2 separate regions of the Sus scrofa genome follow, and region 1 is linked to region 2. The links are chromatin contacts, called in public promoter capture Hi-C maps. All regions are on one chromosome and are shown on one strand. The core of a region is the stretch at or near the end of the contact, and the rest is flanking DNA. Distances in the headings are between cores, read along the strand shown.

Evidence for each region. Promoter capture Hi-C pulls out the DNA fragments that hold promoters and counts their contacts.
Region 1: a promoter capture Hi-C map of skeletal muscle shows a contact between it and region 2, with 16 times the contacts expected there. The contact joins the enhancer-like site here to the promoter of GRK5 in region 2. A contact is called at or near these places in 2 of 5 promoter capture datasets (fetal skeletal muscle and skeletal muscle), 8 of 47 Hi-C or Micro-C datasets (embryonic fibroblasts, fibroblasts, heart right ventricle and 4 more) and 2 of 2 datasets of contacts at active chromatin or transcription factors (alveolar macrophages and skeletal muscle).

Annotation. Positions count from the first base shown.
Region 1 is chr14:129,263,136-129,268,744 of Sscrofa11.1, reverse strand. The region is part of intron 2 of GRK5 (G protein-coupled receptor kinase 5); the gene reads right to left. Among named protein-coding and RNA genes, the nearest start is that of GRK5, 150 kb to the right of the region's middle. Within about 2 kb of position 3,089, at least 9 of the 83 cell types and tissues checked have an H3K27ac peak or open chromatin away from gene starts, as enhancers often do. A contact at or near this core is called in omental adipose tissue and skeletal muscle, where this site is marked.
Region 2 is chr14:129,110,245-129,115,342 of Sscrofa11.1, reverse strand. GRK5 (G protein-coupled receptor kinase 5) reads right to left here and starts at 1,410. Exons shown (of 16, transcript XM_001928584.6): 1 at 843-1,410. The coding sequence starts at 894.

The DNA of each region.
Region 1 (5,609 bases), core at 1,840-4,339, 150 kb before region 2:
GGCCAGGGATCGAACCCGAAACCTAATCAGATTCGTTTCCACTGCACCAGGACGGGAATTCTCTTGTTTCATTTTCTTTTATTTTACCTCGTTTTATCAAAATACCAGAAAGGAAGGTCTCTTCTCCCTTTAGTAACTAGATGAAGAAGAGTTGCTCCCAGCAAGGCTTCCATCCAAGGTTAACACAAGAACCTGGGAGGCCTGTGGGGCTCTGGGTGCCCTGGCCAAGGTGAGGCTGGGCCTGAGTGTCTGCTGTAGCTGTGTGGGGTCAGAGCCCCCCAAAGCGAGGCGGGCCTGAATGCAGGTCCCCACCTGACTCACTGCCTTCCGGAAAGTTTAGCCAGGGCCACAGAGATGGGGCCAGGGGACTGAGCTGTGCCTCCGGCTCCTCCTCTGACCTGTCTGACCTCAGCCCCATCATTCTGCTCCCTGGACCTTGGTTTCCCCTTTTACAAAATGAGGCTGATGATCTAGGAGTGTAAATGTCCCCGCCTCCCAGCTTGGTGGGTCCATAGCAGGTGCCTGGTGGACATGAAGACCTCAGAGGGCCCGGCCTCTCTCCAGCATCAGAGCCTCAAGTTCATGACCACCGAGGTCTTTAAGCCCACCTGGCCCCTCCTGCACTGCACTGCAGCCAGAGCAAGCGAGAGCTTAAAGGCCACACTTCCCCCAAGGCTGGAAAAGGGTGCTCTGCCAGGGCCCTGCCAGTTCGCGGCAGGGCCCTGGGGCCACGTGACTCCCCCTCTCTGTGCCTCAGTCTTTTCCCTTTTCTGGTTTAACCTTGGATGACAATGCCTGACGAGCCCTTACTGTGGGCTGCTATAGCCTGACTGGCAGGAGAGCAGGGAGGTGTGTGGGCTCTGGAGCCTCAGGGCTGTGCCCACCATGCCATCCAGGGCCCTGGGGACTGGCTTCACCTGGACCTATGAGCTAATGAAGCAAAAGCCACAGGAGGGCAGGGCCAGGAAATGGCTGGGCAAGTAGAGGCCAAGGCAAACAGCATCTTCATGCAGAGGCGGCCCTGCTTCTGCCTGGGCCAGGGGCCAGGGCCTAGCAAGGCTCACAGCTGTGCTGGCTGAAAGCAGCTTGAGAAGTGAACGCCTGGGAAGCTGGAGGCAACTGACTTCAAGATCCTGATGCGTTGGGGTCCAAAGACCCCTAGCACCCCAGTCTTCTCAACATGAGCCTCATGAGGGGCTTAGCCAACCTTAGCCTGTGAGTTTCCAAGAACAGGAGGCATTTCACCTACTCTCTTTACCAACACCATGTTCAAAGTCAGTCTTATTTCGAGACCAAACCTGTCTTTCTGCAATGCCCGCCCCTCAGTCCTTATTCTTGGCATAGGGAGGGCAAGTGTTTGGTGGCAGTTTTTCTGGGCTTCTAGAGTCCTCTCTCAAAAAACTGTCCGGTTCCCCAGCTGCCTCATCACAGCTCCTACAGGACCAGCCAGGTGACACACCCGAACTCTGCCTCTCTCTCCAAGGAACAGTGTGTAGAGGGCTTGGCGCACGGGAACCTGGTTCAGGTCTTCGGTAATTAAATGTGAAGCCATGTCAACACCTTCCTTCAAGCCCCCTTAGCTTAGCTCAGCCCCAGACACGAACATGTTCACAGGCGCCCAGCTCACCCTATGCCACGTTCCAGGTAAGAAATGTGGAGGGGCGTGTTGCTTCAGCAGAAACCAACAGCGAAGTGTGGAATCTCAATTCAGACTTGGTTTACTTAAGTTACAGGCCAGGAGGAGGTCCAGATTTTAGACATGAGTTGTCATAGGGTTTGGCAAAGCTAGTTTTTAGAAAGAAATGACTTTGGGGTCAGACAGTGACCTTCCCACTTCACTACCAGATGTGTCAGGATAATAACTGAATGAGAGCAGCGACCATGAATGGGGCGCCTGCTGTATACCAGACACCAGGCAATGCACTTCACGAGCCTGGCTCTCGTGATCCTCCTAACAGCCCTATGGGACAGGTGCTATAATCAGTCCATTTTTCAGATGCCAAGAAATGAGGCAGTGAGAAGGGATGAGCAGCAGGTCCCAGGGCTAACAAGAGGAGAGGATGGGATTTGAACTCAGCTTTTCCTGAAAACAAAACAACCCTTCTGCATCTTTTTAGCTTCTAGGGATCCCCAGCAGCAGCAGGCAAGGAACTGGAAAACTGAGAGGTGGATGGCATCTCACCTTTGGCAGGTTCTGGGGGCCCACAGGGGAGAGGGACACCCTGGTAACCAGACGTGCCTGTGGCCTACTGGTTATTCCCTTCCCATGAGCCCAGGGCTGCTCTGTATGTACTGAGTCCAGAGGTCCAGCCCCCAAAGACTAAGCCCTGGGAACATCATGGCCACTCAGGGGCTGGCTCTGAGCTGGACACTCCCCTGGCTGGGCCAGCCCAGGAAAACCACGTGGAACGGTCCTCCCCCAAGACCCCTCCAGCTCGGCACCTTGCAGCACACCTGTGATCCAGCAACTTATGTGCTGTCTCATTCCCTCGGCTGCTATCCTCAGACTGGGCCTTCTCACGGCCACCAACCCCGTCCCCAGGTGAGCTGTAAATGCTCTGCATCCTTGGCAGAACCTGGGACAGTCTGGACACCTATGAGGTCACCAATAAATACACAATTGATTAAAGCAGGAGCATCCATGACAAACATTATTCACTAGGATCCTGCTGACACGTCCTTCGTCAAAACAAATCCCTTGCCCCTTGAAGGTAGACATCTTCGAGTCCTGGGTGTCCAGAAGTAAATGCTTGGCCTTGAACGGGCTGTTGGAATTGCACTGCACAACACATTCCTGTGCTCGGACCTACATCGAGGCAAGCCCTTAAGCCAACAGGACAGGCATCCAAACAGGGCTGGACCCAATCTGGAAAGGGCAGGGCCCAGGCCGCCTTGTTCCCTGCACACCCCAGCACCCCACACGGAGCACAGCACAGAGCCAGCACACAGTAATGTTTGACGAGTGAATGAATGAATGAACTGCCTAGCTTGTCCATCTGCAGGCTCTTGGCTACATTCTAATTTCTCCCTGTGCTGAGTCAAGCTAATGACTGGATCTGCCACATGGGGGGCCTCTTTCCCAACCCTGGCGTCCTGGTCTGTTCGTTATGATGCAATCACGGCAGAGCACAGGAGGGCGCGCTGGAGGGAGCAGGGACACGGACCCTGCAGAAAACCTGAAGAAAAGCCAGTGTGACGCCCTCATCGCCCAGGAAGGGGTAGGGTCTGGTCTTACTCATCACTGCAGAGCTTGCTTAGCTGCTCAGCTGCTCTGAGGCCTGGGCTCAGGGTGAACAGGGAGGGGAAGCCCTTCATTAAATTCAGAGACCCTCACCCTAGGGTCCCACCCAGATCTGGCACAGAAACTCCCGGGGAAGCCTTTCTGAACTCCCTCCCAGGACCTGGCATTTTGAACACTGTGCACCGTGGCTGCTTGTCAGCCTGAAGGCCAGTGATCAATGCCACACAGGTGTCTCATATAAATCTTCAAGGGCCGTCTCTGCGTGGAGCCAAGTAGAGGCTTTTAATCATCAAGGGGGGAAGAAAAGCAAAATGCCTCATGCATTTTCATTTTTATCTAAGTAAAGAGTACAATCAATTTGTCAGCAGGCAGTACTGCTTCTTGCCAAATACCACTTCTTTTAAACTAAAGCTTTCTCAGCTATACAAATAGAGAAGAGAAGCGCCCAGAACCCAAAACACATGTTTTCTCCCCCCCCTTTCTTTCTTTTTTTGAGTCTCACGTATCTCATAACTGTCTAGACCTCGTAAGCTCTGTCTCAGCCCGGAGCGCTGCTCCCCGAGAACATTTCTCTTCCTCTGACTGCCGGGCTGCAAATAGACATCGCGACAGATATTTAACGGATGCAGAGCCGAGCAGGTAGCCTCAGTTACTCGGCACAGGAGAGCTAGCTGGGAAAAGGACCAAAAAAAGATTGGGATGATCAAAGAATACCATTGTGGTGACACCTCGGTTTCTAACCGGTCGGAGAACGTAAAGCCATAACGGCTGTTTGTTTTCAATTATTCCTTGCCAAGAACAATGTTCGGATGATGGAAAAATTCCACCCTGGAACCTCGGATGCTGACGTAATTTTCCTTCGGAGCACCTGCATGGAGAGACGCTTTGCTCAGAAAATGTAACTAATAGCAGGGACAGGTGAACTCTCAGCATCTCAGATTTAGTCTGTTGCCTCCAAAAGCCCTCCGAGGACTTCTTAACGGGGACTGGGTTCTGAAAGGTCAGGTTTAACTGCATGTTGTTCTAGATGGGCCAGGGCGGTCAGAGGAGGCGGCTGGAGCACAGCGGGAGGGAGGCCGAGACCCTTCCTTGCAGAGCAGGGGCCAGCAGATGACAAACCCAGACCCACGTGGAGCTGGAAGAGCACTGGGAACGGACACGGCCCAAGAGACCGCTCCTAGGAGAGAAATGGCTCAGAGCGGTCAGTTCCTCCCAAAGGGGGCACGGAATCAAGTTTCCATTCTGTAAGCACAGTTCCTAGATGTCTTCAAAGTCGGGGTTAAACCGGGGGAGCCTGAACCTCTGGGCCCGAACGAAGCAGCCAGAGCTCCATCCTGCAAAGGAATCCTCCCAGCAGTTAAATCACTGCTGTTTCTAGCCCCCTCTCAATTCGTACCCAGACCTGCTCATCATATTTAGCTGGCACTGGATCTGATGGGCCACGTCCCTCTCTATTGCCCTCCCTTTAAGACTGATTTTACTAAGCGTCTGCTTGGTAACCTGCACTGTGCTTGCCCAGAGGATCAAGCAGTCAGCAGAAACACCCACCAGTGTAAGCAACCAAGGAGCTTAAGGCCCAGCTCTTTTCCTCGGAGCTGACCTAGAACTCTTCGGGGATGAGAGGCGGAAGACAGGCAAGGGGCATGAACTCCGTACACTCCCCCCCACCCCCGGACTCATCCCAGTCCCTCAGTGTCTATACATCATGTTTTCTGTTGTAGTAGATCTCCCACTTTTAGCTGTGCACATGGCCACCTACAAGAAAGACTACATTTCCCAATAGACTTTGCAGCTAACTGAGGCCATATGACCACGTTTTGGCCAAGAGAACATGAGCAGAAATAATGGGTCCAAGTTATCTGGGTTAAGCTCTTAAGGGGAAGGACACGTGCCCCTTCCCTCACCCGTAGACTAGAATACAGACACTGGGGCGCCACCTTGGACCATGGAGATGCAGACAACATCCTAAAGGCAGAAGAGACTGGGACTTAAACGCCCACATAGATACAACTTCCACGGCGGCCCCAGGCCCCTACCCAAGCATGAGAGACAAATAAGCCTCCATCTTGTTTAAACCAGTGTTTGTCTGGGTCTTTGTTATAGCAGCTGAACCTATACGCTGCTTGATCCAACCACATACCAGCTGTATGAGCTTTTCTGAGACTCACTTTCTTGAACCTAAAATGGAGACAAGGAATCCCCATTGTGGCTCAGCAGGTTATGACTAGTATCCATGAGGACTTGGGTTTGATCCCTGGCCTTGCTCTGTGGGTTAAGGATCCAGCATTGCTGTGAGCTGTGGTGTAGGTCCCAGACACAGCTTGGAGCTCACGTTGCTGTGGCTGTGGTGTAGGCCAGAAACTGCGGC
Region 2 (5,098 bases), core at 161-2,660:
TCAAGGAAGAGTCAAAAAGTGTTTATATTCTTGACTTGGAATCTTACCCACTCCATGAAGATATTCCCTACCAGCCAAGTGCAGAAAATCTAATGATTTGCATCCGAAACGCATCAAGCATCAGCACACTTACCTTTCTCTTCTTAACTGAGCCAAAAAAAAAAAAAAAAAATTCACTTATCTCTCCCCCTCCCCAAAGGGGGAAAAAAAACCTACCCCTGAAATCCTTCATTATTTTCTAGGTGATCTGTACAGTCACTCTCTCTTGTCACTGTATGAACAAACGAATTCCTCAACATCTTACTTTGCCATTAAAAGGCTTCTTTCCACACGACGGGATTTCCCTAAGAAACATTCCCAGCGGATGGTTTCCAGCAATAGCCTATATCAACTCTGCCTGCGCAAGCAAAGACTTGGCTTCTGCTAATTCCACCCCCACCCCCAGCGCACACCAATTCACTCGCACAACCATCCTGGGCCGACTCGAAAAAGCTATTTCACTTGCATGTTTGCCCATCTCTTCCTGAATGAATGCTTTTCCAACTGACCTTTCAACAGCTGCCGAGATGGCACGATCTGCTAAGGTTAGAGCTGGAAACTAGGGGATATTTTAGCATCCTAATCCCTGCAACCTCAACGTTTCTCCTTCTCTGCCCAAGTCCAGATTCCCTGAGCACTAGGGCAGGAACCCTGAAGTGTTTGCAGAGCAGCTCTCTGAGGTGTCCTGCTTGCGACCAACTCACTGCGGGCATCCTGCATACTCACAGCCCCAGCCCACAAGCCGCCCGACACCCGCACCCCGGCCCGCGGCGAATGCGCCAGGCACCAGCCCTGCCTCTTACCTTCCCTGGCTTTCAGCAAGACCGTGTTGGCCACGATGTTTTCCAGCTCCATTGACAGTCGGCGGTCAGCGAGGAAGCCGGCCGGCGGGGCTGTCAGCTCCTAAGGGTGCTGCCGCTGCTACTGCCGCTGCTCGGGCTGCTGCCGCTGCTGCCGGAGCCGGGAGCAAGCAGCCCGCCTTGCCTACCGCATTATTCCGGCTCTTATCCCTCGGAGTTTTCCCCCTCTGCAAAGAGGAGCCGCCGCCGCCGCTTCTTCCTCCCTCTGTGTCCCCCCTCCCCCCTCCCTCAACTGTCTCCCCCCACCCCCCACCCTCCGCGTTTCTCTGTCACTCCATTCTCCTCCCCTCGGGCTCCCTCGGATGCTTTAATGCCTCGGATGCTTCTGCCTCCCCTCTGTCCCTCCCGGGGGTGTGGTACTAACTGGCTCGGGCGGCTGCACAGCGCAGGCGCCAGGATGGGCCGCGCCTCCCGCCTCGGCGCTCGCGGCGCGGGGCCTGCTGGGACTTGTAGTACCAGAGTCCACGAGCCGCCCTGAGACTTGTACTCCGAAGGCGGGCGCGGATAAGGGGTGGTCCGCGGCTGCGGAGGGTAGCGGGAGAAGCAAAGGCAGTCCGGCCGAGCCGGAGCCCCGGATTCGCACGTCCACGCCCGGGGCTCCGGCTCGCCCGCTTCCGGCCCTCCCGAGAACCCAGAAAGCGAAGAGCACGGACCACGGCGGCGGCGGCGGGCGAAGTGCTGCGGCCGGGCAGGAGCCGGTGCGGGTCCTGGGCGCCCCTCGGAGCGTGCCCGGGGTTGGAGGGAGGTCAAGCCAGCCCAAGCGCGCGCTGCACCCCCCTTCCTCCCGGTCACGCCGGGCCCACGCGGGGGCTGCAGCCCAGAGGCGGTGGCCAGGCGCGCCCGCGGGCCCTGGACGCGGCGACCGGCCACTGTGCGCCGTCTCAGACGCACACGCGCTCGGTTGCTGACAAAGGTGTACTTTGTTTCCTCCGAGGGCGCGAAGGGGTCTATGAGTCGGCGGCGACTCGGCACCGGCAACCGCGCAGCCCGAGCGCCCCCTGGCGGCCTCGGGGTGGATGTGCAGCGGCGAGTCCACGCGGACCGCGGCACCACCTCCTGGCCCTCTGCGCCTGGAACCTCCCGCGCTGCCGGGCTGCAACTCTCGGCGGGGCGGGGGGCGTGCATTCCGGCGTGGTAAGCGGCTGGTCCTGTTAATAACCTGCCTTCCAGCACCCGAGGCCCGCAAATGACCGCTCGTCATTACATGCAAACTCATTCCCATCAATAAAAACACAGATGGAATCGCTGGAGTCAGGAACGTTAATAAGAAACAGCACCCGGCCGGTATTGGGAATTAGTTTTCAAATTCTTTGCCTATTTATCTTGGGGCTCTTAGCGCTTTTCCACTGTATGTTCAGGACATCAGACCCCAGATCTGCGCTCAGCGTCCCTTGCTTCGTCTCAAGGCCCCCGCTCCTGGGAAATGGGACTTGGGACACCTGGGGTCTGCGATGAGTTATCCTCCAGTCTAGTTGAGGGGAGGGCTGGCCCTAAGGAACAATGAGGCCTTTGCCTCATCTGCATCCTGAAGGCCGGATATCCGTTCAGAAGTCGGGCCCCGGGCCTTCTGTGTCCTAAAGGAGAAAGCCTTCCAACCCCAGGGTTGCCTGGAAGTGGGAGGGAGGCGCCCAGAGAGAGAAAGGGAGAACAATTATTGTGCACTGGAGAAAACAAAGAAATGAATAGACTCTCCAGGCCTTGGAAACGTGGACGGTCACTGATTTAACAGCGCAGGATTGTCTTGTTTCGTGGTAGAGTGTACCCACCACCACCACTTCCTTGTATCTGCATATGGGTCAGTGGGTCTCCCTGGGCCTCACAAGTCTTGTCTGCAAAGTGGGGGCAATAACAGTTGGCTTGTCAGAAGGCAGGGAGCAGAGCAGATGACACCTCAGGCATCTTCCACTCTAAGAAATTATTCGAAGCATCCCAGCCTTGGCCTTGGCTTACATGTGCACCTGCCCAGAGCCCTAACTTACAGTGAAAGATTCTCTCAGACAGAATCCTAGAGCTGGCAGTATCTCAGAGCTCACCAACCAGTGGGCTAAAATTGAATACCTTTAGATGGCTAGTGCTCCACAAAGGCCTTCTCAAACTTTCTTGTGCATACAGATCACCTAAGGGATCTTAAAATGCAGCTTCTGTTTCATTTGGTCCAAGGTGGATCCTGAGAGTCAGCCATTTCTAACGAACTCCAAGCTTCAGTCAATCTTGCTGGTCCATGGACCACACTTTAACAAAGCTCAGCAGTTAACCATAATCTCCACTACTCTTTACTCTCTTTCTTTTTCTTTTCTTTTTTTTTTTTTTTTTTTTAAAGGCCAAACCTACCACATATAGAAATTTCTAGGCTAGGGGTCAAATCAGGGGTGCAGCTGCCGGCCTATATCACAGCCACAACAACGCAGGATCTGAGTTGCATGTGCTACCTACACCACAGATTGTGGCAACTCTGGATCTCTAACCCACTGAGCAAGGTCAGGGATGGAACTCGTATCCTCATGGATACTATGTCAGGTTCTTAACCCATTGAGCCACAGTGGGAAGTCCTCTATTGTCTTATACTCAGCCTAAATCACCAGTGATTTTTACCTATGTGAAAAATTTATGGACTACTGAGTTTGCAACCCTGGAAAATCCCTGCCTTCCCAACCCTCCTCTTCATTTTATAGATGCAAAATATACCCTTAGAGAATAAGTGGGTTCAGCATGGTCACTCAGCAAATGAAAGTCTATCGACTTCTCTCTCTGCTACCAGATAATACATACTGTCTACAAAATAAATAGCTGTACTTCAAGTATCTGGGCCTCGGAGTTCCCGTCGTGGGGCAGTGGTTAACGAATCCAACTAGGAACCATGAGGTTGCGGGTTCAATCCCTGACCTTGCTCAGTGGGTTAAGGATCCGGCATTGCCATGAGCTGTGGTGTAGGTTGCAGATGCGGCTCGGATCCTGCGTTGCTGTGGTTCTGGCGTAGGCTGGCAGCTACAGCTCCAATTCGACCCCTAGCCTGGGAACCTCCATATGCGCAGCTGCGGGCCAAAGAAATAGCAAAAAAAAATAATAATAAAGACAAGTATCTGGGCCTCTATAAGGAAAATAAGATATTCCAATACAATCATGGAATAATAATGGCTAGATTTTCTGGACACCAGCTGTGGGCCAGGTCCTAAGCTATGTGAGTGCTTTACATGGATAATTTCACCAAACACAACATTAGATGAGGTGGAAACATAGCTCCACTTTACAGATAAAGGTTCGGAGAGGTTTTATAACTTGCCAAAGGTCACACAATGAAGGAGCAGAAGAACTGGGATTTGAACCTAGCAGTCTGACTCAGAGTTTAGGCCCTTAATTTCTGGTTAGCAGGCGGGCCGGCAGAACTGGGTTGCAGTTGTTCTGGTTGGCTGATGGCCCTGGCAGTGAACTCAAACGGTCTTGTAAGAAGGATAAGCAGGCTGAATGATTAATACAAGGGGGGGAGGGTTCCATTCCAGTTCATAACATCATCATGAAAGCTTCATGCCTTTCCATTAACTGCAATCATGACTTGCAGTCCTCTTGAAAACCCAGGTTTGATTCAGGAAAAGGAGTCTATTAAATATCAATCGGTAAATTGGGAATCTTGCTGGCCGAGAGCAAGAGTGGAAATCCAAAAAGAGGGTGGGTGAGTTTGAGAGGGATGGGAATACACCCACGACAAACAGTGACTTCCAAATCCACTCAGGGTCAGGGTCAGCTGAGCTGGAGACGCCAGAGAAACAGGGAATCTTCTCTTTCTGCTGTCAGGACCTGTATGGCATGCATAAAAGCTACCAGGTCAGAGTTCTCATAACTAGAAATCAACTATTCTGGAAAGTCACAAACCTATCTTTGTCCTAAAATATGGACTGCTTTTGCTTGAATAATTGAACTGGCTTTCTAGTGTTGGGGCTGGAGTTTCCAGCCTTTTCCTTGCCTCACATCAGGAGAGAGAGTGTTTTCTTTTTTTTTTGTCTTTTTTTTTTTTTTTTTTTTTTGGTCTTTTTGTCTTTTTGCCATTTCTTGGGCCCCTCCCAAGGCATATGGAGGTTCCCAGGCTAGGGGTCAAATCGGAGCTGTAGCCGCCAGCCTACACCACAGCCACAGCAACTCAGGATCCGAGCGAGTCTGCGACCCACACCACAGCTCACGGCAACACCAAGCGAGGCCAGGGATCA